Regions from separate parts of the Mus musculus genome. Here all the other regions are linked to region 1. A link is a contact called in public ChIA-PET, HiChIP or PLAC-seq and promoter capture Hi-C data. All regions are on one chromosome and are shown on one strand. The core of a region is the stretch at or near the end of the contact, and the rest is flanking DNA. Distances in the headings are between cores, read along the strand shown. Region 1 holds the start of Tmem131 (transmembrane protein 131). Region 2 holds the start of Mrpl30 (mitochondrial ribosomal protein L30). Region 3 holds the start of Lipt1 (lipoyltransferase 1). Region 4 holds the start of Cracdl (capping protein inhibiting regulator of actin like). Region 5 holds the start of 4930556I23Rik (a long non-coding RNA gene). Region 6 holds the start of Neurl3 (neuralized E3 ubiquitin protein ligase 3). Region 7 holds the start of Arid5a (AT rich interactive domain 5A (MRF1-like)).

The links. Promoter capture Hi-C pulls out the DNA fragments that hold promoters and counts their contacts. ChIA-PET counts read pairs in DNA pulled down with a chosen protein or histone mark. HiChIP or PLAC-seq counts read pairs in DNA pulled down with a chosen protein or histone mark. Capture Hi-C pulls out chosen DNA fragments and counts their contacts.
Region 2: a promoter capture Hi-C map of adipose tissue shows a contact between it and region 1, with 2.2 times the contacts expected there. The contact joins the promoter of Mrpl30 here to the promoter of Tmem131 in region 1. A contact is called at or near these places in 5 of 39 promoter capture datasets (cranial neural crest, embryonic stem cells, liver and 2 more), 1 of 484 Hi-C or Micro-C datasets (pro-B cells) and 1 of 9 other capture datasets (adipose tissue).
Region 3: a promoter capture Hi-C map of 3T3-L1-derived adipocytes shows a contact between it and region 1, with 2.7 times the contacts expected there. The contact joins the promoter of Lipt1 here to the promoter of Tmem131 in region 1. A contact is called at or near these places in 12 of 39 promoter capture datasets (the 3T3-L1 cell line, 3T3-L1-derived adipocytes, the C10 cell line and 6 more), 8 of 484 Hi-C or Micro-C datasets (the C10 cell line, the G1E-ER4 cell line, LSK cells and 5 more), 5 of 115 datasets of contacts at active chromatin or transcription factors (a beta-TC-6 cell line, bone marrow-derived macrophages, embryonic forebrain and 2 more) and 2 of 9 other capture datasets (adipose tissue and liver).
Region 4: an H3K4me3 HiChIP or PLAC-seq map of neural tube shows a contact between it and region 1, with 5 times the contacts expected there. The contact joins the promoter of Cracdl here to the promoter of Tmem131 in region 1. A contact is called at or near these places in 1 of 39 promoter capture datasets (pre-B cells) and 3 of 115 datasets of contacts at active chromatin or transcription factors (embryonic stem cells, neural tube and pancreatic cancer cells).
Region 5: a contact with region 1 is called in an RNA polymerase II ChIA-PET map of memory CD8 T cells, with 19 read pairs. The contact joins the promoter of 4930556I23Rik here to the promoter of Tmem131 in region 1. A contact is called at or near these places in 2 of 39 promoter capture datasets (embryonic stem cells and pre-B cells) and 2 of 115 datasets of contacts at active chromatin or transcription factors (bone marrow-derived macrophages and memory CD8 T cells).
Region 6: a contact with region 1 is called in an HNF4G HiChIP or PLAC-seq map of pancreatic cancer cells. The contact joins the promoter of Neurl3 here to the promoter of Tmem131 in region 1.
Region 7: a contact with region 1 is called in an RNA polymerase II ChIA-PET map of memory CD8 T cells, with 30 read pairs. The contact joins the promoter of Arid5a here to the promoter of Tmem131 in region 1. A contact is called at or near these places in 1 of 39 promoter capture datasets (pre-B cells) and 2 of 115 datasets of contacts at active chromatin or transcription factors (memory CD8 T cells and pancreatic cancer cells).

The regions. Positions count from the first base shown.
Region 1 is chr1:36,937,378-36,941,275 of GRCm38.p6, reverse strand. It overlaps Tmem131 (transmembrane protein 131), which reads left to right and starts at 1,749. Exons shown (of 41, transcript NM_018872.2): 1 at 1,749-2,111. The coding sequence starts at 1,931.
Region 2 is chr1:37,888,638-37,892,535 of GRCm38.p6, reverse strand. Mrpl30 (mitochondrial ribosomal protein L30) reads right to left here and starts at 2,059. Exons shown (of 6, transcript NM_027098.3): 1 at 1,952-2,059. It overlaps Mitd1 (MIT, microtubule interacting and transport, domain containing 1), which reads left to right and starts at 2,125. Exons shown (of 7, transcript NM_026913.3): 1 at 2,125-2,376. The coding sequence starts at 2,226.
Region 3 is chr1:37,870,481-37,874,378 of GRCm38.p6, reverse strand. It overlaps Lipt1 (lipoyltransferase 1), which reads right to left and starts at 2,160. Exons shown (of 2, transcript NM_001037918.4): 1 at 2,054-2,160.
Region 4 is chr1:37,718,188-37,722,085 of GRCm38.p6, reverse strand. It overlaps Cracdl (capping protein inhibiting regulator of actin like), which reads left to right and starts at 2,275. Exons shown (of 10, transcript NM_028096.1): 1 at 2,275-2,516.
Region 5 is chr1:37,612,437-37,616,334 of GRCm38.p6, reverse strand. 4930556I23Rik (a long non-coding RNA gene) reads right to left here and starts at 1,828. Exons shown (of 2, transcript XR_373329.1): 1 at 1,768-1,828; 2 at 962-1,436. Cracdl (capping protein inhibiting regulator of actin like) reads left to right here. Exons shown (of 10, transcript NM_028096.1): 8 at 1,667-1,854; 9 at 2,854-2,998.
Region 6 is chr1:36,271,647-36,275,544 of GRCm38.p6, reverse strand. It overlaps Neurl3 (neuralized E3 ubiquitin protein ligase 3), which reads left to right and starts at 2,120. Exons shown (of 4, transcript NM_153408.2): 1 at 2,120-2,207. The coding sequence starts at 2,180.
Region 7 is chr1:36,305,789-36,309,686 of GRCm38.p6, reverse strand. It overlaps Arid5a (AT rich interactive domain 5A (MRF1-like)), which reads right to left and starts at 1,954. Exons shown (of 7, transcript NM_001172205.1): 1 at 1,851-1,954. The coding sequence starts at 1,854.

The sequences.
Region 1 (3,898 bases), core at 500-2,999:
AGGACTATTGCCAGCACCCTGGAAGCTAAACTATGACCCAGTGAAGCACTTACATTTCCTTGGGCTTAATTTCTCCCAGTGTTAGAAACCTTCCATATAAATCTCTTACCTTAGGCACATTTCAAAAGCCAGTTTAGAGATAATTATTGAGATTTCATTACATTAAGAAGAAAATTTAAGCCCTGGGTTGGATACCCAGCACTGAAAACCATTAACTTAAATTCAGTGCTAGTATTCAAAAAATTAATGTTCTTTAAAACAGCAGTCAGGGATGGTGGCATATACCTCTAATCCCAGTATTCTACTGACTTTTAAGGAACACAATGAGTTCCACTCCAGCCTGGGCTCACAGTGAGTTCTAGGTCAACCTAGGCTACAGAAGGAGAATGCCTTGGGGGTGGGGGTGGGGGGCAAACCAAAAGCCATCGGGGGTGAGGACGCCTTCAAAATGTATTATTAATTTACATGTTTGCTTCACAAACAGGACGACAGCAGAAGGAAGAACGTTGAGTACCTTTTAAAAAAGGTTTTCTGAAATCCCATTTTCTTTTCTAGTTTGTTCTAAGACATGCAATAGGCAAATGTGGCCTTTTAAATAGATCGACTAACTCAACCAAAAGCTGAGAAAAGCAAAAAAAGACTCTGGGGCTAGGCTCTGGGGGGAAGTGACCAGGCTACCAAACTGTGACAATATCCTTCCTTCCCCTTCCCCAAAGGGCCTAGATTAAGACTTGTATCGAGCAAACAGACACACAGAAAAACACACACACACACTCAAACTTTAACCTGGGAGACATGAGGTGCTTCTTACAGGAGACTAAGACACACCATCTTTGATTTTGGCCTTTGAAAGGAGTATGCGCATAGAAACATATTGATCATTCCAAGACAGAGAAAACCCAGTCTGATTTCTGGCACACCTCGCCTTGTTCCTCCACCCCGCCCCAACTAATGCTTTTTACACACATGGTAAGTTTCCAAATACAAGCAAGCAAAGAAACTGCATAAAAAGGGCTTCCTGTGAACAAGAGGTACGAAGGTTCCATTAAGTCCCTCTTGGGTACGCTTTGGAAGACACAAATGTAAAGAGGGCGGGTCCCCCGTTCTTAAGGAAGCACTGCAAGAAATTGAATCGGACCCTGAACACTTCCCACGTCAAAGCCACCGAGAGGCAGAGGTGCGACCCGAGAAATCACTGGCACGGACTGTCGGCGCTGGGCTCCGGATGCGCACTCAGCCCTCTGAAAGGCTCGGACATTGCAGTACCACTAGACCCGGGTTTGTCCCGGCGTCGGAGGCGCGGCCGGGCCCCGCCCACGCACCAAAGCGGCTGCGCAGCGTGGCTACCCTATCTCCCACGTGACTGCCGTCATTGCCTCCGTGAAGCTCCGGCCGCCATCTTAACTCCTGGCCGGCCCGGGTCCCTCTCCCTCCTTCTCCCGGGCCGTGCGGCAGTGACAGGGTGCGGTTGGCCGCCCCGGCCCGTCCGGTCGGTGAAGCCCGTGTGATTCTGAGGGCGGGGCGAGGAGCCGGAGCTCACGGAGTCCACGGGGAGCACGCGAACCGGCGGGCCGCCCAGGTATTGGCACGGAGGGGGCGGGCCCCTGCGCTCTGCCCCGCCCCTTAGAGGCCAGCGCCGGGGCCCGCGGCCCTTGCCCGTTTCCAGTATGGCCGCCCGCCGTGCCTGACCCGCGGCCTCTCCGTTCCGGCTCTTCGTAGGCGATGCCGATGCCGAGACTGTGACTGACACTCTCGCTCCCACGCACGCACCGACCCAGACCCACGCCGGGAGCCCGAGCTCTGGGCCCACAACCGCTCTCTCCTCGGGCACCGCGGCCATAGCCCGGACCACGGCTCCCGCGCCGCTGCCGTCGCCTCGCGGAGAAGGGTCGCGCAGGACCTCGAGCTCGGCGGCCCCCGGCCCGCCAGGATGGGGAAGCGGGCGGGAGGAGCAGCCGCCGCCGCCGCCGCCGCCTCCACGTCCTCCGCGGCCGGGCTGGAGCCCGCGGCTGGCCGAGGCGGGGGTCCTCGGAGCGCAGCCGCGGGCCTCCTGGGAGCGCTGCACCTGGTGATGACCCTCGTGGTGGCCGCGGCGCGGGCCGAGAAGGAAGGTGGGTTGCCGGCGGCGGGCGGCGGGCGACAGGCGGCAGAGGGAGGCCCGCGACGGGCGCCGGCGCGAAGTTGCTGGGTCGAGCCCCGTCCCGAGCCGGCGACTCGGGGTTCGGCGAGCTGCCGCGTCGGCCGCGCGCCGCGGCTCTGCCGCTGCTCCGTGATTCCTTTCCCCTCACCGTGTCCCGGTCTTTCCCTCGTCTACTGTCAGTGCCCATAAAACTTCCCGAGCTCTCTTGTAGGTTCTTGCCACTTGGCCCGCTATGCGAGGAGGCACCCCGCTTTTAGGCTTCTTGGTGGCTCCTGCTAGGTCGATCGCGGGACGCTTTTCTTGTTTTCCCTTTGTCAGGTTTTAATTTGGGCATGCGGACCGAGCTCACTTTAAAATGCGGTGGTTAAAAAAGAAGAAAAAAAAAAAGCGAGACTGGTGGAAAGGCTTCAATACACGGCTTATAAAATTTCTATTTGCTGGGACATCTCTTTGAAGAGGCTCTTGTTTCCTTAGTATCCTTCTTCACTATCCCTTTGCGGTATGGAGGATCGTTTGTTATTAGCCCTAAATAGACTCTCATTTGCCTCTAGTAAGCTACTGGAAGCCGGTTTCCATTTCTGCTTTAATATCCTCACGTAATTCGGTGCCTTTCTCTTTGATGTGTGAGCCCTTAGAAACGAATGTCAAGTTCCCAGCTTGCACACCCTTCACCTGTAACTCACAATTGAAGCCGCACTCCAGTTTTAATAACTCCTCTAATATTGTAAGGTTGTAAAACTGGTACTTTGACAAGATCAGAAATTACTTTGCAGTCTTGAAGACTAATTTGGGGGTGGGGGTGTTCTGGACTACCTGTTTCTGAACGTGAGCCCAAGGAGAAGTGTGAGCAGTCACAGAACCTTCATGAATTAATTCACAGTGAATGCTGCTTTTTTTTTTCCCTAAGAAGAAAACTAGTTAGATTATTTTTGTTTTTCCTGTATAAAGTCGCTGTTACTGGCTAGCAGCTGTAAAGTAAACCAGATTAGCCTTAAAGTGCAACTCTGTGTCAGTTTATTATTTATTTTCCTTAGAAACATTATATTCTCTCACTTAACTCTATAAACAGAGTCAGCCTGGTTAACAGGCAAGCAGGGATTTGGCAGAGGCAAGATTATTTTAAACATTAAAAAATGCTGCTTTAAGATGGTCAGGCCTGGGATTGTCATAGTTCTTATTATTTATGATCCCCTGTTAGTTTAGTGTTGTTATGGGTGGCCATGGTAGCCAACATTTGCCCATGTGTGTTGAGTGAACCTTTTATAGTGTGATAATTGAATGGGCATGTGTACTTGTGTGCTTCACTGTGACCTAGAGGGGCGCTGGCTTTGCTTTGCTATTGATTGCCTTGTGTGGTATAGGCGCCTAGCTAGGTGCTTTTGAGTCTCACGAACTGGGAACTGAAGTAGTGATTGAATCTAAGTTTTCATTATCCTTCTAAAGTGTATTATTTTTCAATTGTCATTTTATACACTAATTTTGGGGGTACAGTTAAGTAAATAAAGTTATTGTTTGAAGACATTAGTCTAAAATATATTTGTGTATTTCCATTTGCATAATTTACGTGTCCATGCACCTCTCTAATATTCATAAATATATATAAGGGCTGAGCCTGTAGAATAGCTGCCAGCGTGTTAAGTATGAAAGGAAGTGATTGAATCAGCCACTGGGCCTGGCTGAATCAGACAGCTTTTGTGGTTATGCAGTATCAGGGGGAACAGTTTGTATGGACCAAATAGTTATTTAAGTAAGATATTA
Region 2 (3,898 bases), core at 810-3,309, 950 kb before region 1:
CAAGAACCCAAGAGCTACACAATCATCATTATATACAATACACACTACATTGGTGTCTGAGTTGGATCCTGGAATATAATAGGACATGGACACCCAACAAAGCTAAAGAAATCTGTCTTAATAAAGCAAATGACGTTAATAACGTACCAATTTGGTTCAGCAGCTGCACTGAGCACCCTACACTAATATTTGATGATAAAGGCAGAAACTGAGCAGGGAAGGTACAGGTCCCTGTACTAAGCTTCACTCACCACTTCTCTTGAAATCTAAAATTGCCTAAAGCTAAAAGCTCATTTATTAAAAAATAAATTAAAAAAAATTAAAGCTGGAACTAGGAATATGTTTCAGAGGTACAACGCTTACCTGGCATGCATGAGTTTCTGGGTTCAACACCTAGTTGAAGCTGGAGGTCTTCTCCCTATTTTGGCTCAAACCTTCTCTTGTCAACAGGTCTACCTGGATCACGCTGTTTCAGTCCTGAATGAGGACTACCTCCACCAAACAGCTTAACATTCGCAGCCACAGCCCTGCCAGCACTTCTGCACCTTGCCTTACTTGAGTACTCGTGTTCTATTGTACTTTGCTGGTTTACCATTTAGTGGCTGTCTCCACTCTGTACACGGGACAGTGCCAGAAGACAAGGACTTTATATTTTGGTTTGGATCTGCTCAAGTCATAGATGTGTCTCTCAAAGCAGCTTCGGCACTCAAGATTCTCTGCTGAAGTTTAATTTCAGATATAAGCAGGCAGCACCATCAAAACTGCTTTTTGTTGTTGTTGTTTTTCCTTTTGGTGAGGGAAGGTACTGGGGATTGAACCCATAGCCTTGCATACAGAATATAAGTGCTCTGAGCTGCAACTCATTTCAATACAGTAGGCATTATTCTTATGTGCGTAGCTTTTGGACCTTGAAGCAATTATACTGCCATCTACTGTACAACAACTTTCCTCTGTACTGTTGCAAATACCAGAAAAATGGGGCTGGAGACATGGCTCAGCAGTTATGAGCACTGGCTGCTCTTCCAGAGGTCCCACATTTAATTCCCGGTGACCACCTGGAAGCTTACAAATGTTTTTTTAACTCTATCTAGTTCCAGGGGATCTGACTATCTTCTGGCCTCCATGGGCACTACACGCACATGGTGTAGATATGACAGGCAAAACACCCATACACATAAAAATAAACTGAAAAATACCATTTATCACATGGGATATATAACCTATTTCTATTTTCTAATATGTTAATATATGAGTATACACAGAAAAACAAAAGGCTGCCAAAACCATTTTTCCTCTCCCTCACCCCGAAAGGTTTGCTGGAGTTTTGTTGTTGTTTTGCTTTTTTACAATGGTTATGCACGTAAACAGCTCTTTACCCCTAAACTACAACACCAGCTCGTAAGTGGTTCTTTAATTAATTTCTCTTTCTAAAGGGTCAAGGTATATATCTATAACGAGGAGTGAACATTCCTGAAAATACAGAACACTGAATTTCCCGTGCAATCAACCGCGTTCTCTGAAATCAACAAATGTCTCTCTTCTTCGAATTCCCAGGACGTAAAGGTAGTAGGCAGCCGTCATAACGGCCTCTCAGCCACCAAAAGCAGCTGCTTTAACAAGTGACAATCACAGGGGCCTGCAAAATCACTGTCTTTAATAAACAGCAACTCCAAAAACTCAGCACTCTAAAATCGCAACATCTTAAAATTAAGCAAGTTTTGCCTTCTTAAAAAAAAATAATAAATTTCACTGACGCTTGGATGGCTCGGACCTAGATCTACACGAGTGAGACTCTCAGAGACACGCGCGTCGCAGCACGACTCGAATAAAGTGACAACCTGGCTGCTTTCAGAAGATCAAGAAATAGGTCTGCGGGACCTCCAACTCGAAACAGAAAGAAAGTCATTTCGTAACTGCAGAGAGAGCCTCTAGCTCCCACGACCGCACTCACCGGCGACCGCTGTGTCCACTCCGAACGTCCCCGCAGCCGGAAGGAGAGGAACAGAGGCAGGTGGACCCAGTGCAACATTCAAACCACGCCGTTGCCGTCACAGACCGTACGGTTCTTTGGTTCCGGGAAAGGTTTTTTTTTTTTTTTGTCCCGGCCCATTCACAACGCGCCATAGAAGACAGCGCAGGCGCAGCGGCGTCACGCGTGCGCTTCCTGGAAGCGCAGTGGGTCAGCTCTTGGAATTTGCTGGCGGTGCCCAGGAGTTGTCACAGTGATGGCTAAGTCCAGCCTGGGACAGGATTCCGATAGCACTGCGGCGGTGGCGGTACTAAAGCGGGCAGTAGAGCTGGATGCAGAGTCCCGGTACCAGCAGGCTCTGGTGTGTTACCAGGAGGGGATTGACATGCTCTTGCAGGTTCTGAAAGGTGAGCGAGTTTCGGTTTCCGCTCTGTCTGGGACTGAGCGGAAACTTAAGAAAACGAAACTTACTAACTACCAGGAAGCATTCAAATTCAGGAGTTATATTCTGATAATCTGCAGGACAACGGAGGTGGTGGCCTTTGCAATAGACCGATGTTATCGCTAAGGACCATAAGAGGCATAACCAAATATAATCTATAAGGCTTGATAGGTCTTGCGTTTGAATCAATTTTATTCTTCGTTGTTGTCAGTTTGTGACATGATTTTTCTCCTTCCTCTGGCTCACCTTCCTGCCCTCACCCCAACTATGATCCATTGAGTTTCACTAGGGTGGAAGTTTGTTTACAGAGCTATGTGCACGTTACCAGCGACTACAGCACTGACTAAATTGTCTCTCCCTCCTCCATCAATGATTATATATTCATTCTCAAGATGGGGGTGCATTCCACGGCCATTTATTCTATGTGCACCAACCAGTTGTCAGTCTCTGCAGTCACTACCCGGTACTGGTGGAAGAGGCTTCTCTGACCATGTGGACTACAGCACTGCTCTATGGGCATAAACATAATGAGGTAGAGGGCAGTTTGGCAGATACATCATGTTGATTTAATAAAACTACAGCAGTAGTAGTACGGCCCCTAGGGCCTAGGACCGCCACAGTCTTGATTTTTAGTTAGGTATAAAGTACCAGATGAGAGTCCCTCTTGTCAAGCAGACTTCACATCCAATCAGAAAGCAGTTGGGTACCACATTTACCACGATTGCGCCAATGGGCTCATCTTTCCCAGATGGTTGGTTTTAACAGAGGGAGTGGCTGAGTAAGACATTTCTCCCCCAGCAGCTTGAGTAGCACCATCCAACACCGTGGTACTATCCAACAAGGAGGACGCTTTCAACCAGCTCCAGTTTGTTCTCGACCTGTGGTCAAGGCATGTGGCATCTTTAGCAATAGGGTCTTATGAATGAGTTTTGATGGACATCCAAAAGCAGGGGCAATCCTGTATTGTTTGGGGGGAACTCACAGCCCACTCTCAGCACTGGGGTGTATCTATCTATCTATCTATCTATCTATTTATTTTTCCTATTTATTTGTTTAGTAAGTTGTGTTTCTGGGAGCAGCTTTATCTATCCACAGAGAATACCTCCACTTAAAAATTTTTTTTTCTCTCTCTCTCTCTCTCTCTCTTTTTTTTTTTTAGCTTGCTGTCCTAGTTAGGGTTTCTGTTGCTGGGATGAAACACCATGACCAAAAGTAAGCTGGGGAGGAAAGGGCTTATTTACTTCCACATTGTAGTACATCATTGAAGGAAGTCAGGACAGGAACTCAAACAGGGAAGAAACCTGGAGGCAGGAGCTGATGCAGAGGCCATGGAGGAGTGCTGCTTGCAGGCTGGCTTGTTCATCATGGCTTGCTCAGCCTGCTCTCTTATAGAACCCAGGACCACCAGCCAGGGGGTGGCTCCATTCACAATGGGCTAGGCCCTTCTCCATCAATCACCAATAAAGAAAATACCCTACAAGCTTGCC
Region 3 (3,898 bases), core at 911-3,410, 930 kb before region 1:
ACTATGTTACCCATCTGACCTTGAATCCCTGGGTTCAAATAGTCCTTTTGCCCTAGCTTTAACTAGAATATAGACATACACTGCCATTCTGGCTTTCACTTATTAAATTTATTTTTGTCTGTGTCTCTGTGTATGTGTTTGAGCACACATTTGTGCATGCACAGGTCAGAGGTCAATGTCCAAGAGTCCTCTCACTCTCTACTATATTCTTTGAGGCAGGGTCTCTTACTCAACCTGAAGCTTAGTGGTTTTCTGGGCTCACTGGCCTAAGGTCCTCTTCTTGGGTGATCCAAGGGAGAAACATCAAGGATTAGGTGTCATGACGTCTCGGATACTAATAAACTAGAATGTGCCCATTGAAGTTGGGATTTGAAAAAGACCTTGTGACATCCTCTCCTAAGGTGACAATAGTCACACTTATTAACATATATAGAGGTTCAGGTAAAATAGTTGCTTTTACATTTTAATGCTTGCTTTGCAACTAACTGAATAGCTTTAGACCGGTAGTTTAATCTCTATCTGATCCAGTTGCCTTTAACTGAATTCAAGAGCACATGAGATGAACCTAAATAATTGTGATTTCAAGGTCTTCTCTTCCAATCCATTTTTTTTTTTGACAGTTTAACATGTCTTCTTTCAAGTGTACAAGGATTCCTAAAAGATATGTCAAACTGGAGTTTACCTTGATACATTAACTATGGTCCACAATTAACCAGCCAATGGCTGACAGAGTCTGCAGTAACTATAAGGCATGCTTTGTCCTTGACAGTTGGGATTCATCAGTGAACTACATAAAGGTGACAAGAGTCACAGGGAAGGGAGACACATTGCCAGAATAAAGACTGTAAATCTGTGTGAGTCATGTTTAAATAGGACTACTAAAATAGTTACACGTGAGTCATTTTAAGGAGTTAAACTAAATGATTATTATGTATCGTATCACAAATTATTTTAGTTATCAGAACACAATCTCCCCACCCTCAGACACGATGAGTGTGTAGCCCTGGATCTCCTGAAACTACCTCTGTAGACCAGGCTGACCTTGAGCTCACAGAGATCTATTTGCCTCTGCCTCTGGGTTGAAGGCCTGACATACCTTCTGAGACAGACTGTAGCTGACAGACAAAATGAAACAATCTAACTTTTGAAAACCTGGTAGAATTCTGTTTCTACAGTGTTACTTTGCATAGCGACCCACACCCATATTTTACTTTTTTAAATGAAAAACTTTTTATACAATGCATTTTGATCACGTTCCTTCCTCTCCCCGTTTTTTTCAGATCCCACCACCTCCCTATCCACCCAACTTTATGTTCTTTCTTTAAAAAACCAAAACCTATGAAAACTAAAGTCAAAATAAGTAAAAGATCAACGAGACAAGACCAAAAAAGAAAAAAAAAAAAAAGCCCGTGGAGTTTGTTTTGTGTTGGCCACCTACTCCTCTGTAGGCGCCTGGGCTAGGATGTGGTTGATATACCCAACTACACTCTATTTTAACAGCTTTAGCTGAGCAAGGGATGGAACTCACTCAGTCTAGGTTTGAACTGTACCGCCGAGCAATCCACCCCCAGCTCTCTGCTTTCATCTTCATTACTGGTGTTATAATTATTTCCTCAGGAGGCTCTTACTTCCATGCTCTGGGAGACACTTCTGCAACTGCCAACACATGCTTCTCCCTGACAGAGTGTAAAGCAAGACCTAACTACAGGCCTACCTTCCTCACAAGGCCTTACCAAAACTATTTGCTATCCTCCTAATAACGCGATCCAAACCTGGAAGTGATTACGAACTTTTAAGCAAGCTTTACTCTTCGGGAGCAGGCACGCGACTAGCACTGAATGTCTTGTTTAGTTTACCCTACGCCGTATTAGAAATCAACTGTTCCCAATAATGAAATTACGTCCGGAGCACCAGGTGTAATCTGCAGAGCTTTCAGAACCAATAGGAGGGGCCCATGGGACGCACGCGTGCTCTCCGCAGCACCCACTCCTGCTCAGCGTGTGCCTCCACAACCCGCAAAGAATTCACTGGAACTGCTTCCGGCTTCACTCACCTGCCACTTCCGGTCGCGCCCGCAGCAGCTTTTTCTGCAAATTAAAACTCAATCAACCCACGTGGAACCCAGAACACTCAGCCCTCTAGACGCAGTTGCTGGGGAGTCCTCCCCAGCCCCGCCCAAGAGACCCGCCCTCAAGAGGCCACGCCCCCGTAAAGCTCGCCCCCTGGATAAGCCACACCCCCAGGAGGTCGTGGCTAAGCCTGAAATAGAAGCAAATATTTTTAAGGTTATTTCCTTCAGGCCAATGCATTTAGAACTAGATTCATTGAAAGGACAAAGTCCACTTACCAAAATATGTAAAGACGAGCTGGGTGATTCCTATGCTGGTTTCTTTCAGCAAGAGTTGGCTAAACTGTGTGGTCCAAAATGGTCTGTTCACACTCAGGAGGTGCTGTCTAGCTGCTGGGGCGGTTCGATTCAAGGCACTTGGAAGCGCTTCAACCGCATTCCTATGGCCCCAGGAACAACAAAGCCAGACTAGAGTTAAGGAATGAGATCACGGACCCACTTCTTGATGAGCAGAGCCCAAAGAATTTGTGGTCATTCCTCGCTCTTCCACAGAAACCAGTCTCTCCTCCTTCAGTTAGAATGGAAGCCTCTCCAGCCTTGCCTCCTGGTACTGCTAACGCAGTAAATGAGCAGAGTTAATTCAGGGTATATAAATTAGCTGCACCACAGACAGGACTCCTGTCTGTTACTGCAACTTTGATGAGATCAGTCTTCAGCTGGATGGTATTATGAGGGTGGGAAGGGATACTTTTCCATTCGTCATTGTAGGAATTTTGCTAGTTATCAAAATAGCCCCACATTGTGTTGCCCTTAGTAGGGCTCCTAAATTAGTAGTCTGCTTCTATATTGTATTCTTTGAAATCTGAGAAGGGACAGTTTTTTTCTGTTGTTGTTGTTCTGTTTTGTTTTTGTTTTTTGTTTTGTTTTGTTTTAATTTCCTTCAATGACCTTCCTTCATTCTCCACTGTCTGCTCTAAGATGTCTGTCTTTGGACCAGTTATCCTCTTTTTCTACTTCTTCAGCTTCTCCACTGGAATGTCCAATAACACTCTAACCTGCTTTATAGTCCTCTGGTGATGGCAATTCTCCTTTCCTGCATTTTATTCTGTCTCCTCCCCCGCTCCCAATCCCCAAGACAGGGTTTCTCTGTGTAGCCCTGGCTGTTCTGGAACTCATTTTGTAGACCAGGCTGGCCTTGAATGCACAGAGATCCACCTGCCTCTGCTTCTGGAGTGCTGAAATTAAAAGTGTGCTCCACCATGCCTGGCTCTGTCTGCTCTTCTTAAAACTTCTATTTGAGTGTGAGTTAGGGTCTCCCCCTGTAAGGCAGGCTTGCCTGGAACTCGCTATGTGGACCAGACTGGCCTCACAGAGAGCTTTCTGCCTCTGCCTTCCAAGTGCTGGGATTAAAGGTATTAGCATGGGCTTCTTTCATTTAATCACCATATTAAGGCTGAGATAACACACATTATACAGCAAATCAATCTGTATGTATGTATGTATGTATGTATGTATGTTACAAAATGTATTAGTCAGGGTTCTCTAGAGTCAGAGAACTTATAGTCTGTCTCTCTATAGTAAGGAAATCTATTATGATGACTTACAGTCTGTAGTCCAACTCCCCAACAACGATCAGCTGTGAATGGGAAGTCCAAGGATCTAGTAGCTGCTTAGTCCCACAAGGCTAGTAGATTCAAACAGTTGTGTTGGCAAGTAAACACAAGCAGGCAAAGAGAAGCGAATCTTCCTTCTTCAAATGTCCTTATGTAGGTCTCCAGCATGAGGTGTGGTGCAGATTAAAGGTGTGTACCACCACACCTGGATCTGGGA
Region 4 (3,898 bases), core at 1,026-3,525, 780 kb before region 1:
AAAAAAAAAAAAACCCAAACAAACAAAAAACAAAAACCATGGATGTGGGTTCAGACTCTCTCTCCACCACTTACTGTGACTGTGTAGAGCACGTGGGCACCTCACTCGTAGCATGATGACAACGGTGTATCTTTGTTCAGGGTTCTGCTAGGGACTGAAGCCTTCACTGGGCCCCTGCTTGCCCATGGCTTGGAACAGCATCTAACTTTTCACAATGACAGATCCCCAGACAGAGATAATGGGCTTAGGAGCAGCGTTGCCTCCTCTGTCTTGTCAATAGGGTCTCTTCCCTTGGAAGAGGGTGTTTGGGGATAGCTAAGAGAGACTTTGTAGCAGCTGGAAAGAAAGCGCCTTAACCCTATGATCTCGGCTGTGCGGTGGTTGCTGCTGGCATTAAGAAACTGTTTCCTTTCTTCTAGCTGCATATGTAGCAGAAGATGGCCTAGTTGGCCATCAGTGGAAAGAGAGGCCCCTTGGCCTTGCAAACTTTTGGGATAACAATTAAAATGTAAATAAAGAAAATATTTAATAAAAAATTGAAAGAAGAAGAAAAAAAGAAACTTTCCTTGAAGTTCCATAAAGCCTTACTTGAATACAATAGCATTTTCTCAACTGGCTTGAAGGCTTGGTGACAGAAATAAGGAGAAGAGCCGCCAGGACAGCAGCTTTGAGGACCAGAGTTGTCCGAGAAGGAAGTCCCTGGGAGTCTCCTGTAGGCAGCTCTTCCTCCTCACAGTTCCTCCTTAGTTTTCCCTGTTGCCAACCTAGTCATCGAGTTCCCAACCACTTTCTATTTTGGGTGTTGACACTGTGTTCTCAGCCTTAGCTAATCACCAAGATCCTCTGGGTTTTTTTGTCCTCTGAAACCCTCCAGGAACTTCAAAAGCCACCCACAAGCACACACAAGTAAAGCCAGAGGCTTCTGATACTCTGGAAACAAAAATTCTTAGGTTAGAAAGGCAATTTACGGAGTCAATAAATATTTAGCGGTTACAGCCGTGCAGAATACGTGTTGATCTGAACAGCAAGCAACAGCAGGCTTAGGGTGGGTGGGTGAAGGCACAGGCTTGCTTGTAGTTGTTCAGTTTAGTTTGAGGATTTCAAACAAGGCAAACACACACCTAAGCAATTCATTTGCTCCTCTGTGAGTCACCTGCTCACTGTGAGTGGTTGTCAATTAGGAGACTGATTCATGATTTGTTTATGTTCTTTGAGGGAATTAATTTCATTTAACCATCAAAGGAGACTTTTAAGTGACTAGCTTGAACCAAAGGGATCGATTACACCCAAAAGTTAAAAAGGCAACTAACTTCCTTTCATGTACCCAACCAAATGAGATCTCTCGCCAGGTTCTTTCCTATTTTGTTTGGGATTTTGGTCTAATTTTAAAGTCCGCTTTTCAAGATAGAGGTGCAAGTGTGTGCTTCTTGGGTTTCTCTGCGTCCCTGGTCCCAAGATATCAGCCCCAAGGCTCAACGGTGGAGTATGGATTCCTCTAGATCTGACAGTGGCACTCTTAACATCGCTGCGGAAGTCAGAACTCAGGAACCACTCCACCCCAGTGCCACTGTCTGATGGGAGAATTCTCTTTTCTACCTGGGGCTCCTGCTACTGCAGCCTGGGCGTCCTGCTGGGGCTCAGCTGACATTCCTTGTACTTCACCCCTTGACCATGGCAGTGTCAGCAGGCCAAAAGAGGGCTCTCTCTGTAGGTAGCTTAGCTGAGGAGCCGGGGGGGGGGGGGGGGGGGGGGGGGCAGCCCGCTCCTTCCCCAAATGGGCCAGCTCCTCTGTTAGATGTAGGGGTGGGGACCGAAGCTGAGACGTCTCCTTCAGCTTTTTATCCCACACTTGCCAGTGCCACAGCAATGATTCACCTAGAGACGGGGCGGCAGCTTCCCTCATTAGCCCTCAGACGCTCGGACCCACAAGGTTATGAAACAACTTTTACTTTTTATCCGTATGCGCACGTTCCTCCCTGCCACCCGGGCGCCCACTCTCCGAGGCTCGGGTGACAGGGAGGTGGCGCGCAGGAGCCGCGATCGTGAGCGTCCTCGTCCTGGCGGTGGTCCCCCAGCCCTCGGACCTCGCGCAGGCAGGAGCCAGCCAAGCTCCCAGCTCTGCAGCGCCGCCACGTGGGGTGGCCAGGGTCCCGCGTGCCCGGCGGGAGCGGCGCGGGGGAGGCGCGCGGGCCTGGGCGGCGCGGAGCAGAGCTGAGCAGAGCGGAACAGCCGCGTCCGCCCCCGCCGGGCCGCGCGCAGCCGAGTCGGGAGCCGGGAGCGCGCGCCCAGCGCAGGGCCAGCGCGGCCGCCCGAGGGTCGCGCCCGCGTCCGCGTCCATCCCCCGGCCGCAGACCCCGCGCTACCCGCGCCCTACCGCCACCTGCTGCGCGGCGCCGCCGGCCCTCGACGCTGCGGCCGGGGGTCAGGGTGCACCCCGGCAGAGCAGCCCCCGCTTGTCCCCGCGGACTGAGCCCTTCCCGGCACGCTCGCCAAACACGGCCACGCTCCAGTGCCAGGTACCTGGGACAGTCTGAAATGGCGTGGCCACGCAGCATGCGTGGGGCGCAGACCCAGGGAGGTTGGAGGGAGCTGGGTTGGGGGTGAGAGTCTGACGCGTTCCCGAAGTCGCGTCCTGTCGTGGAGCTGGGGAGGTAGTGGCGAGAAGAGCTCAGGTAGCCCAGGGCCCTTTGGACGTGAAGGGTACCCACGCCACCCCTGTGGGGGCCACGTCCACGACACTATGGTCGGTGGGGCCGAGAGAAGCCAGACGCGCAAGTGCCCAAAGTTTTCCTCTGAGCGCTTTGCTGGACTTAACTTTGAAATGTGAGGCAGAGCTGAGCAGTTTAACCAGTTTTAACACTAAGAAAACGGGGGGGGGGGGGGGGGGGACAGGGCTTGCTGCCCGCGTTTCAGTTCTTAGTACCAGAGCATAATCGCGTCTGTCTCCCAGGGCCACGGAGAGGGAGACGGTGGACACACAGGCTGTCTTCCTTATGCTTCGGGTCATGGTTTATTTAACAGGCTTGGGGCTTAGGTTACAAGCCACCAGAGGGGAGTCTGAGTTTAATCTTAGACATAATCAGAATTTGAATCAACAAATATTTGCTGAGCAGTCATTTACTAACCGGCAGGACTTCGTTTTCAGTATGAGGTAGGTAGGTGTACAACTGCTGAGAGGCGGGGTAGTTACTCAAATGAGCAAGCGTTTGTTTTGTTTTGTTTTTGTTTGTTTTGTTTGTTTGTTTTTGTTTTTGAAATGCAAGGGGAAAGGAAGGCCGAGGTGTGACTGGACTTGTGGCCTGCAGGTGGCCAGTTGGCATTGTGTCAGAAATGAACCAGAAAATCCAAGTGGGAAGACAGGCACCTGTGTTGTTTGTCGCTCTCTTGGGAGCCCTCGCACCTTCCAGAACTATTTTAAAGTAAGCCCCTCCTTTGGTGGAGGCTGGGACTTCCTTCCATTTACCTAAATACATAGCAACCACGAAATAGAATCTCAGCCCTGATACTCATTGGGAGCTGGGTCATGCCAGACGTGCACCTGAGATGAATGAGGATCAGGGATCACCTGAGAGCTAGCTCTTTGAGATTATAAAATGATGGAGACGAAGTTCAGTGCGGGTGGCTGAAGATGTCTGCCCCCCACCCCACCCCCGCGTTGAGCTGCGCTGCGTTCCACTCTGAATTCTAGGGTTGTGCCGGTCCAAATCGGAGCATGAGACAAGGCCGAGAGATCAGAAAGACTGGTTCTGTCCTTTACTTAAAATTGAGGTATTTTGTAAATCATGGGTTTTCATATTTGTTTTAAATGCTTCAAAATGTTGCATTTAACATTTCTAGTAACATGACTGATTTTTCTTCTTCTTTTTTTTAACCAGAGAGGCATTTGTCTTTCTCTCTA
Region 5 (3,898 bases), core at 579-3,078, 670 kb before region 1:
GTTCCAGTGTGGCAGAGGATAAGGGTGCAAGTCACAGAAACCACTCAGGCCTGTGTCACAGAGCAGAATGACTGTCACCCGACTCTGCCCATACTTTACTTGGGACAGAGGTGCAACATCTCTGAGGCTTGATATTGTGAGATGTGTCCAAGTGTGGGGAAATACAGGAACCAAACAGGAAAGAAATGGCTGCTAAGAGGTCTTGGTCACTTGCTCAGGCCAGTGCTCCATGAAGTTGCCTGTAGGTCACCTCCTGGCACAGCCTAGTGCAGTTGCAGGGTTCACCCACTCCCAGGGTCAGCATGTGAACGTAGGTACATGGGCATACATCAGTGCAGTTGGAAACATTGCCACTTGAGCAGTCCCCAGAGCCCCACCCTCCCCTGGGGGTCCCTTCTTGCCAAACCACCTTAGAGGCAGTCTCATATAACTTTTCTGCTCGTTTGAATGTTTTTAACTCTACGTGTACAAGTGTTTGTGCACCGTGTGTCTACCTACCGATGCCAAAGAAGGCAGCGTGACCCGAGGAACCAGAGTTACAGATGGTTGTGAGCCACATGTGGATGCTGGGACTCAACCTCAGGTGCTCAGGCAGAGCAGCCGGCACTCCTCCCTGGGCCCCCCAGCCCTCCTCCCTGGGCCCCCCAGCCCTCCTCCCTGGGCCCCCCAGCCCTCTTTATGCTCATTTTAAAAATGTATCTTTTGGCTCAGATGAAATTATCCAAGTGCAGGTTATAAAGAATTTACCAGAACTATGTCTTGTGCCTTTGGGCTAAGAGGTGACAGAGTGCTCAGTACCCAGCACTGAGCTTTGAGGAGGTGAGAGAGGCTGGCCTGGCCTTCAACAAGCTACTTCTCTGCTCTGATTTCAAACTGGAATGGCAAGTTCCTCGGGTTGTGAATTTAATCTTATCAGAACTGTTCGAGGAATATGTTGTTAGCCAAGAAAATAAAGTTCAAACCCTGAGAAAATGTTCCGTCTGTTTCGAAGAGAGTAGCTGCCTCTGGGATAGGGATGGGAGTGAGGGTGAGACACAGGAAGAGTTCTGCGGGAGCTCCTGGTCACTAAGTGAAGAAATGGCAGGAGAGGGCAAAGAGGGCCCTTTAAAAGAATGTAGAGCAGGAGAAGAAAAACAGCCGGTGTTAACCATGCAGGCCCCAACTTCCTGTGTCAGGTGAAGACAGATGGTTGTAGAAATGGCATCACGTCCCACAAAGGGAATGTTTTTAGCGCGTCAAGTAAATCCGGAGTGGGGGCGGGTGGCTGGTCCCAAATGTAGACTCTTATCAAAGGCATCCTATCTGTGCATACATTCCAGCTCCTCCCAGAGAGAAGGCCCTGGTAGAAATTAGCTCCAAAGTGCACAGGTTGGGGTGGCAGCTGCATCTTGTGGTTTTGGCGGCTCAGACCAGAGGAGGTAATCTATTTGAGACATCTATAGAAGAAAAAAAAAAATGAAGTTTGCTGAAGAGAGGCTTTGGCTCAGGGGGGAATGGGAAGTGGGGGTCTCTCTGAGACTCTACTCCTCAATCCTACCACTCCTCAGCCCCCTGAACCAAGCAAAGCAATATAACACACCTTGTATGGGAGAGAAGCTGTGGGTGGGACTGAAGGGGAGAGTGGGACTATCTGCCTAACATTGCTCCTTCTTGGCCTTTATCACAGAAAAGGGTCAGCCTCCTGCGGCTACAGGTCCTGGGGCTGATGGGCAACCCACCCCACCCTGGATCACCATGGCCCGGCAGAAGAGAAGAGGAGCCCCAGACCTGCCCGTCAACCAGGAAGAGAAACCTGGGTCGAGGATCCTAAAGACAGAAACTGGGAAGCAAGCCAAGGTGGCCGAGAGAGCCCAGGTTACCACTCTTTTTCTGTGGCGTTCGGGGTGGGGGTGGGGTGAGGAGGGCAGCGATCTTGTGAGGGTGTGGTGGGAGCAGGTACCGCTGTGCTCACAGAGGTCCTGCATGAACATCACAGAGATGCCGTGCCTACCGTGATGGCTGACATGCGCAAAGGCAGTACGTCAGCTTGTGGACCCCGTGATGGAGCTAGCTGCCTCTTTGCCTGTGTGGGCTGGTAGAAATGCAGTGGCGCCCGAGGCTGCTCTGGCCTCCTAGGCAACGCAGCTCAGCCTCTGGAAAAAAATTGAAGACAGTTAAAACAACGGCTCCCTTCAGACACACGCTAATATGGTCACCAGCTCCACCTCAGCCCCTTGTGTGATGATAAATGAAGCCTGCTCTGGCTGCTGCCTGCTGGCTTCCCTTTTCCCTCACCTGGGGCTGCACAGCCAAAACCTGGAGTTGCATGTTGTATTCAACTGAAAACAGCTCTCACCAACCCCAACAACTGTGCTGATGCACCCTCTGCTAACCAGTACAATAAATGGGGTTCTGCTGTCTAGGAAAGGGAGCCTGCGCTGCAATAGGACCTGCTTCCCTTCCTGCTAATGCAATCCTCAGTTGTGTCTACACAGCTGAAGACCTGTATGTAGCATTGAGGAGGGGAAATTACAGTGCGAAATGTTAGCCCATTTCAGCTGCTGCCATATAGTGTGTATCATAAAACCATTCCCTACGGCTTTCACATAGAGTCCTCGCTCTATACCATCTGGGGCTGAGACTGGGCTGTCCAGGCAAGCAAGGAGCCACCATGCACACGTGGGCTGCAGGAGGCTGGCACAAGTCAGCTCTGGCATTTTGGTGGGTGATGCCGGTGCACAGAGCCCCTTTCCAGAAAGTGCCAGCAGCAGGGTGCATCTTGGAAGAGACATTTTGTAGCTAAGACACTTGGAGTATTTACCCACTCTGAGTCTGTTATCCTTGGGCAGCACCTGTCATTTTGTGTCTCCGTAGGAGTCTGTGAAGCAGGGTGACTTCGTCCGGAGCAAATCTTTCCTGATGACCCCTGCAAAGCCTGCTGTGACCCAGAGGCAGGGGTCAAAACTGAACCTCAAGGAAGGGCTACAGAGAGGAATCTCACTGTCCCATCAGAACTTGGGTATGAGACTGGCTTTTATTTCCAAATACTTTGGCACACACTCATGCACGCGCACACAGATATATATATTTACACATACACACACACATATATATATTTCTTCCTATGATTGGAGTTTGTGTTATTGAATCATTTTGCCATGTTGAGCAGTGTTTTTTTAATGTAGTCCCCCCCCCCTTTTTTTGAGAAGGAATTTACATGAGATAACGGTCACCCATATCCAGTGTGCATTTCAGTGGATGTATTTAACGGTGAGATTATGTGTATTTGCGGAGTCCCACCACCCTGGTAGCAATCTAAGAATAGAACATCCCCCTCACACTGGAAGGAAACCTACTTGTCACATTCCCTACCCTGGGGGTAGGTAAGCACTAACCTACTTTGTGTCTCTGTGAGATATCCCTTTTTGGGAATGTGAAATCATAAAACACAGGTCCCTGTCTCTGCTGGTTTTGAATGCAATTCTGAGCTCCGGGAGGTGGTATTTGTCACCTCAAATGGTGGATGAGCCCGGAGTCTCCTGCACACTAATCACATACTCTCCCGTCGAGTGACATCCCGAACCTAATATTTTTTAATTTTTTATTTACTTTGTATTGTGGTCAAACGACACGAGACTTGTACTTTACTAGCCATCTTAATTGGGTGGTTGTGAAGGTGGTATGCTCGGTCCCTCGTGCAGCCTACCTCTGGTGTTCTGCAGTTAGACCCTGAACCTTTCTAGACTCACTTTGCCTCCGGAACCACCTAAGCCTGCTCTGAAACTCTTCCAATCGTATGTGCTCCACACTCGATGCTTCAGTCTTCACTCCTTTATGCACTGAGGGATTGTGTGTCCTGGAGCACAGTGGAGACTGGAACGTATATTTAAAGCTATAGGAGAGGCTTAGCGAAAACCCA
Region 6 (3,898 bases), core at 871-3,370, 670 kb after region 1:
TCAAAGAATAAAACATAAAAGTATTTTCAAAGAAGGAAAATGCCACTGGGGGTGTAGCTAAGTTGGCAGGGTGCTTGCCTAGCAGGCATGAAGCTTGTGTGTGTGTGTGGTGTGTATGATTTGTTTAGTGGGTGTGGACATACATGTGCCACGACATGTGTGAAGGTCAGAGGGCAGCTGTCAGTCTTCTCCATATACCATGTGGGTCCCTGGGTCAGACTTAGCAGCAGGTCAGGGCCATCTCACCAGCACTGAAGGGTGGAGGCAGAAGTTGAGCCCACGAGTGACTGTCAATTATAGTGAAGGTACTGGGGCAGAGGTGAGTGTGAAGGGATGGTGATGAACAGGGCGGGGCCTAGCAGGAACAGTCTGATCCAGTTCTCCCCCGCCCTGATGTCCACGGTAAGCAGGGCTTGAGGAGCTTGGGGCTGGCTTCATGGGAGAAAGGTGGGGGGCCTTCCTGTTTCTGCAACCCCCCAAATGTAGGGAGCCTGTTTAGAACGGCACATCCTGAATCCAGTCAGTGGGGTAGCTAAATTCACTTGGATGTGGGTGTCTTTGGCCTTGCCTTTGCCTTGCTGGCTGCTAGCCCGAGCAGGCTACAGGTCCTGTCTGGGGACCATACCACCTGCCTGCTGGTCTGCAGCTAGCCCAGTCATTTTCTAGAAAGGCTAAAACTGCAGAGCAGGCACCCTGATTGGGCACCACACACCTCTGTTAGGGGGATGTGGCTAATCAACAAGGATCTCTTGGCTCCAGCCCTGAGCAACCCAGCAAGGGAGGAGCATCCACAAGTGTCCAGAGACTGGTGTGCCTGCCAGGAGGTGCCAGGAGCCTGAACCTCTTAGACTGAGCCAGCCGGGGCATCGGGGGAACTGCAACCTTTAGAAGCCACAGGACTCCGGCCCAGGTGACTGGCACTGGCTCTAGAGCAGCTACCTGTGGTCTTGGCAGAAGTTATACATCTAGTGCAGTGACAAAGGGCGCTCAGCAAGGGTGTGGCCGGAAAAAGAAAGTCCAGGGGTTACAGCAATGTCTAAGGTAACCAGGGCTACACTGATAACACTCACCTTCCCCTGGCCACTTCTTCTCACTTAGGCACCACATGCTGGCTGGAAAAGGTCCCCAAACCAGAACATCAGACCTCAAGAAGAGGAAGGGATCTGCATAAGGTAATACAGCAGACACAACCTGGGTCTCCAGCCCTCTATTTCCCTCCTCAGTCGAACCGCCCCCGCCCCCCCCCCGCCCCCCCCGTCCTGTCTAGCTCACTGTCATTTCCAGGTGCTCCTGTTCCTTTCTTTCTTTTTTTTTTTTTAAAGATTTATTTATTATATGTAAGTACACTGTAGCTGTCTTCAGACACTCCAGAAGAGGGCATCAGATTTCGTTACAGATGGTTGTGAGGCACCATGTGGTTGCTGGGATTTGAACTCCGGACCTTCGGAAGAGCAGTCGGCGCTCTTAACCACTGAGCCATCTCGCCAGCCCCCCCCCCTCCCCGTTCCTTTCTTAAAGGGGCCACAGAAGTCACAGAATTGTGGCTTTGATCTGGAATCTCAAGAAAGACCTAATCTGGCGGGGAGGGGGGGTGGGGTGGGGGTGGGGTTGTAAGCCCCCAAACCAACCTTGCCACTGGGCGGCCTCACCTTCACAGGTCCTAGGATTTAGCTCAATCAGTTAACCTTCAGCAGCGCTGCGCACCTTCTCTATGTGGGGTTGGACACCATGCCGGCTGCTAATCAAAGTTCCTGCATGCTCTTGAAACTCCCAATGCCCAGATCTCATCCCAGACCAGGACCACCAAAGTCTTTGTTGGGGAGAGTGGGGGAGGGCGTGGCGGCGGCACGGGTGTTTACTAACATGCGATTATAATTCACAGACAAGGGCTGCTTAGAAGTCAAACAGAAAACCGTCTGCTGCAGCCACAGTTACAGCCCCTGCTTCCCTTCTTATCTCAGACCAGCCTGCTGCAGCAGCAGTCCACTGTGAGCCACGAGAGGTCATGGGGAAAGTCCCGGATATCGTCATGCGTGACAGCATCTAATTAATCAACAACTCTGTAACGTGAGCTCCAGCCTATAAAAGGGGAACCTTCCGGAGTCTTGTAACCCTGACCACTGGCCTTCACAGACATCTTCAGACCCAGGGACTTGTGCCCCAGGAGGAGCTCAGGCTGATGGGTTCTCTCCTCAGCCCTGAGGCCAGTAAGTAGATTTCCCGTATGCCTTGAGCTGGCTTCTGGAGTCCTGACTGCATGGAGTACAGGTGGGAGGTCTGGAAAGGGGAGATCAGAGACTTCATTGGCTCCTAGAGTGGGTTTCTCCATGGTCTGGGCTGCGCGAGGGCGAGAGCTTCCTGCCTTCCCAGGAACCCAGCAGAAGCGGGGTGTCTGGTCCAAGATGGCTGCGGAGATACACACCCCTCCTTCCCACCCACTACCTGTAAGCAGTCTTTATCTAGGAACTGGATAAGGGAGAATCAAGGCTGGGGTGGGGAAAAGGGGAGAGCTTAGGAGGCCGGTGGAAAAACGAGGGATTTCAGCCTTGCCAAATTGTCGGTGGCAATGTGGACAAGTCATTTTTGTCCCTGGACTCTTGGTTTTTTTCTCGTCTGAAGGTTGGGACTATGCCACCACCCTGCTGTCCTTTAGGACTCCAAATGTAGATATCTAAATAGTAATGAGATAAGAAGTTTCTCTGAGACACCAGTACCTGTGGTCACGTGTCCCCTTAGCAGAGGGGCCTGGTGAGTGAGCAGGAAATAGCATGCCACCCCTTAGAACAGAGACGGGGACCAGGCACCCTAGACCTGCCCCCCCAAGCCAATCAGTGCCCCTGTGTAGGGCCCTTGGCAAGCACCCAAGGCTTGCTCACAGTGGGCGGCCACGCCCAGAGCCACCTCTGCTGTGGCAGCTGTGTTTGGATTCAAGGCAGGGCAGTAACAATGCCAAAAGGGATGGGGTATAACAGGTACAGATGTGGGGGGGGGGGAGTGGGAGAGGGAGAGGAGGGAGGAGGGAGTGGGAGAGGGAGAGGGACTGAAACTGTGTAGCTGAGCCCACAGTCTCCTTGGGGCTGGGAGGACAGGAAGGGACCTTTCTTGAGCTTCCCCAAGCTCTGCATGCTGGGGTGCAGAGGGGAGAACAGGATTCTGCAAAGGGCTGACTGGGTGCCTGGCATCCCAAAGACCTTGATGCTGAAGGTGCTGGCAGTTAGGAGGCCATCACGGAGCAGGTGGCTGAGCATCCATCACTAAAATCCCCAGAGCCTTGCAGCAGAGACTATAATTTGTCTTCATCTGCCCAGGCCTGGAGATGACCCTACAGACATGGCTGGCCTGTCCCAACTTCCTAGCAGTCTAGATCCAGGCCAGCCTCCGTCAGTGGGTAGCACAAAGGTGGGGGTCACTGGAGAAGGACTACCTCTCTATTGTATGGAACCTCAGGACCTGGCTTAAAAATGGGGTCTAGAACAGGAATTCTCTAGTTCTTGATAGACAGTACTCTGAACCCTGTGCCAACCCTGCCAACCAGGACACACCCAATTAGAGAGCCACGTTTAGCTTGTGCCCACCTCTGCCATAGCCCAGCCCAGCAGTGGGGTCTGTCAGGTTGCTCAGTCAAAGGGCCAAGATGCCTGCCAGTCTCTGCAGGAGGAGGAAGGCAGAAGAAAAGTGTCCACCCCTTTCGTGCCACTGTGACCCAGCTCTAAAGCCAGGAAGCCGTGCTCAGTGTAAAGGGAAGGTGCGGCTTCTGTGGGGGACAAAGTCCTGCAGGCCTTTGAGAGACTGGCAGGGTAAGGGTGGCCTTCAGCTCTACTCCATCTGGGTCGTGTGCTCAGTGAATAACCAAACAAGCCATATGAGAGAGTGCGTGTAGCAAGTCCAGGCCTTAAGA
Region 7 (3,898 bases), core at 705-3,204, 630 kb after region 1:
GGAGAGGAAACAAAGACAGCCTTTGAAGCGGTCAGTCCACTCTATGGCAGAAGCCAACTGCCTGGCATTCTCCTCCTTGGGCTTGCTCCAGTAGGCAGTTTGGGGGGGGGGGGGGGACAGTCCTACCAAGAGCCAGCCTTGAGGACAGCTGGACAGGAGTCTGAGGATCCAGGACACAGCACCAGCCACAGCCCACCCTCAGCACCTCTGCCAAGCTCTGTTAGCGGCTAGAGACAAGCTGAGAGTCCTAGGGGCTGCATAAAGGCAGAGAGGGGTGTAGGGGCACCAGGTATGAGATTCCAGACTCCAACTGCCCTGAGAGAGCCCAAGAGATCCTACTCCTGGGAGGACTGAGTCTTCACCGCCCCACCCTTCATCCATACGTTTGATGAAAATTGCTCTCTCTATGTATCATTTCCGGTTTTCCCACCCCACCTATGCTGAAACAAGCTGCAGAGGTTGACTCAACAGAAGGCCAAAACCCCTACACAGGGAACTTCCGGACCTCACTTTTCCTTTCTCCTCCTCTCCTCACCCTAGCACGGTGCCTGCTACACTCGTCCAAGAGGCAATCTAGATCATTACAGATCAGCTTCCCACCGAGGGCAGCGGAAGGCCACTAGGAAAGAAGAGAAAGAGCAAGGAGTTTTTGAAGCCTGGTCCTCCCTCACTGTCAGACCTTAGTCTGTCTCTATGCCTCAGTTTCTCTGTAATAGAAGACGGGGTGGGGTATATAATTCTAGGCCATTCTGCCTCTGTCACTTCAAGTTCTAGGCCAAGCAGTCATTTAGGACACTAACTGCTGTAGAGACAGACCCTCTAGCTTAACATTCCTCACCCTCCCCTGCCCAGGCATCCATCCTCTTTAGACACTGAGATCCTTAGATTTGCATCAATTCCCAGCAGTGCCCGCGGGGCGGGGCAAGGAGCACCTGTTACACTCATCTGAAATGAAAGACTCTGCAAACTAGGGGATACAGCCTGAGCAGCACAATTTGGGATTAATTTGAGGCCTTCCCGGCCTACGGTTGGCCCCACTGTGCCTGTGGGTTAGGTGTGGGATGTGACCCCGGCCAGGGAGCAACGCCTGGGTAGTGAGTGCAAAGGGCCACAGATCGGTGGTGTGGTTGTGCCCCTAGTTCGCAATAAGAGCAAAGCCAAACTTGTTCGTCGCACTCTGGCAGCCTGAGCTTCTGCCCTCGGTCCACTAAACACCCCCAGTCCAGGGCCATCACCCTGTCCCTTTGAAGAGACCCGAGGGAAAAGAGGGAAACTCAGAAGATCAGGCGGGTAAAAAGAAACCGTCTTTCCTGCTGGGGGTTGGAAAGAAAAAGAAACAAAAAGAAAAAGGAAAGAGAAGAGAGAAGGAGCAGGGGATCTGAAGCGTGTGACCGTCAAACCATCAGCATGTCCCTTGGCAGAAAAGAGGAACCGTTGATTCTTCAAAGCGCATTGAGCAATTTCTTCAAAACCCGCGCAGTCACTTTCAGGAATCGCGGCCGCAGTGGGAAGCGCTGCGCGCGGCCCGGGCGCCTCGGTTTCTGAGAAGCGAAGCGCTGGGCTGGCACGGGGCAGGGAGGGGCCCGCGGCCGAGAAGCTGCTGCTGACAGCTGTCACAACAAATGGGCCCAGAGCAGCTCGAGATTGAAACCGCAGCAGGAAGTGTGGGCGGCTCAGTGAATTTCAGTCCAGACTCGGAGAGGAGAGTTTCGAGATAAACGCCTGGGAAGCCCCTGGCCGCCCCGACTTTCCACGAGAAGAGAGCACGCAGACATTCGGGTTACCCTGAGAGCCACGATCGCTCTGGGACCCCAGCCCTCTGACCCCGGCGCCGCCCGCCAGCCGCTTACCCATGGCCCAGCGAGAGCGCGCGTCGCTATGCAGAGACCCTCTACACGCACAGCCGTCCTGTCCCAGCGCTCTCGGCGCGACTGACTACCGGCGCCGCTCGACTGCCTCCTCCCCCGCGGACCCGCCCATGGACCCGCCCCCCCCCAGCGCTCTGGGCGCCCATTGGTGAATCCTATTTTCTAGAGCGGAGCAGACTCCGCCCCCTTAGACCCGAGGACGTCTGGGAGTTGTAGTGTGCGCCCACTTTGCAGCTAGGGGCTGATGTAAGAAACTCAAGAATCAACTGCTGTCGCATGTCTGTTGGTTTCCCTAGAGGCAAAACTAGAGTCTTAGAAAAACTGCCCGCTCTTTGTAGCTTGCCAAAGACTGGGTGGGGTTAAATAAAGTGCTTCTGGCTTTTACCTGAAGTGGTCCTGGCCGGTTCCATCCTTTCCAACTTTACACAGTAAGTACTGTTAGCCTACCAGAGGCCAATCTAGAAAGTCTGTGGTCCAGGCCTAATGCCCAAAATGCCCATGTCTACATATGTCATGTAGACTGAGTGAAAGCCACAAGATGGACCGTGCAAAGAGGAAGTGAACGAGTTGAGGGTGAATGTGGACAAGATTAGTAGAGAGAACAGTCATTTGGACCCGTGTGGGTTATAGAAGATGACGCTAAAACTTGAGATTTAAAAGCAGAAAGCCTTATTAGCTTGAACTCGAACTCTGTTCCTATTATGTAGTTAGTATCCCCGGAATCAAATTCTGTTGATTAACTATAATACTCATACAGCTCGGTGCATTTCATACCATCATTATCTTCATTATATAGAGCAAAACAGGCCTGGGTGATTAATTAGCTCATATTACTGGTCGGTGGTAGGGCTAGAGAATTGGGGCACAGAGGAAGGCTTCATAGTTAGCCCCCAACATTTTAGTGTTCCCCTTCACACTGAACAAATGGACAGTCTGCATTTGATGACTTTGACCCTCTGGGCTTTATCCATAAGCTCTGGAATGGCAGATCTGCAAGCTCAGCCTGGAGCAGACACCAGTGAGCTTGGTGGATAATTGTAATAAACCAGTGCTTGCCGATCTGGTAACAGGCAATATTGTGGTTGATATTTATTAACTGCTCAGAATAACGAGCAGAACAATGATTGTAACAGTGCCTCCCACATCCAAGATTACAAACCCCAGTCCACCCCAAGAGATCCAAGACTCTAGCAGAGATGCAATCTACCAAGAGATACCACCTGGAAACTTCACAGGCTTCTAGTCACTGTGTTCATTTGGTAAGGGTCGATTGGTTGGGTTAGCTACAGTGCCAGGTTAGGTATGGAGATCTGCACGCTGCCTTCAGTGTTGCAGTATAGACCATCCACTACCTCCTGGATTGGATACATCTATCAATGAGGCACTCACTACCTTTCAAAGCCACAGCTAATCCGACCTCTGAAAAGGAGGATCCTACCGTCCAGGCAGGAGAGCTCACTCTCAGGCAGTGCTGTTTGTGCAAAGCCTCAGCAAGTCAACACCTGTCTCGGGCAACCTGCGAACAATAAGATCTAAATTTAATTGTCTCCTGAGGCAACTCTTTGCAACAGAAAGTAATTTACAACAGCCAATAAACCCTGCTGAGGAATGATACCTCCATTTGCCTTCCTAAAAGCACAAACACTTCAGTTGCTCAAGCTTTACACACTCCTGCCCCAGCCCACAGCCACCGCCCTCCATCACTCTCCATCCATAGAACACCAGCTCAGGATAGCGTGAGCATTCATCAGTGCTTCCATGGTTTGGTTGTCTCTCTGGCAGCCTCCAGAAGAAAAACAAAACACCATTAATGCATAAATACATTCTTCCTGGAAAAGGCATTGAGAATAAATCAGTCCTCTCTGACTCCGCTCCAAATCCAGTTCCCTCCCTCTCCTTATCAGATTGGATAGTCTTTTGGAATGCTCCTTACTTGTTTTCATAAATATATGTATTCATGGTATGGTAAAACATGTAACTTTGTTTAATGTGTGTGGGGTTTTTTTTTGTTTTTGTTTTCTTTTTAAAGA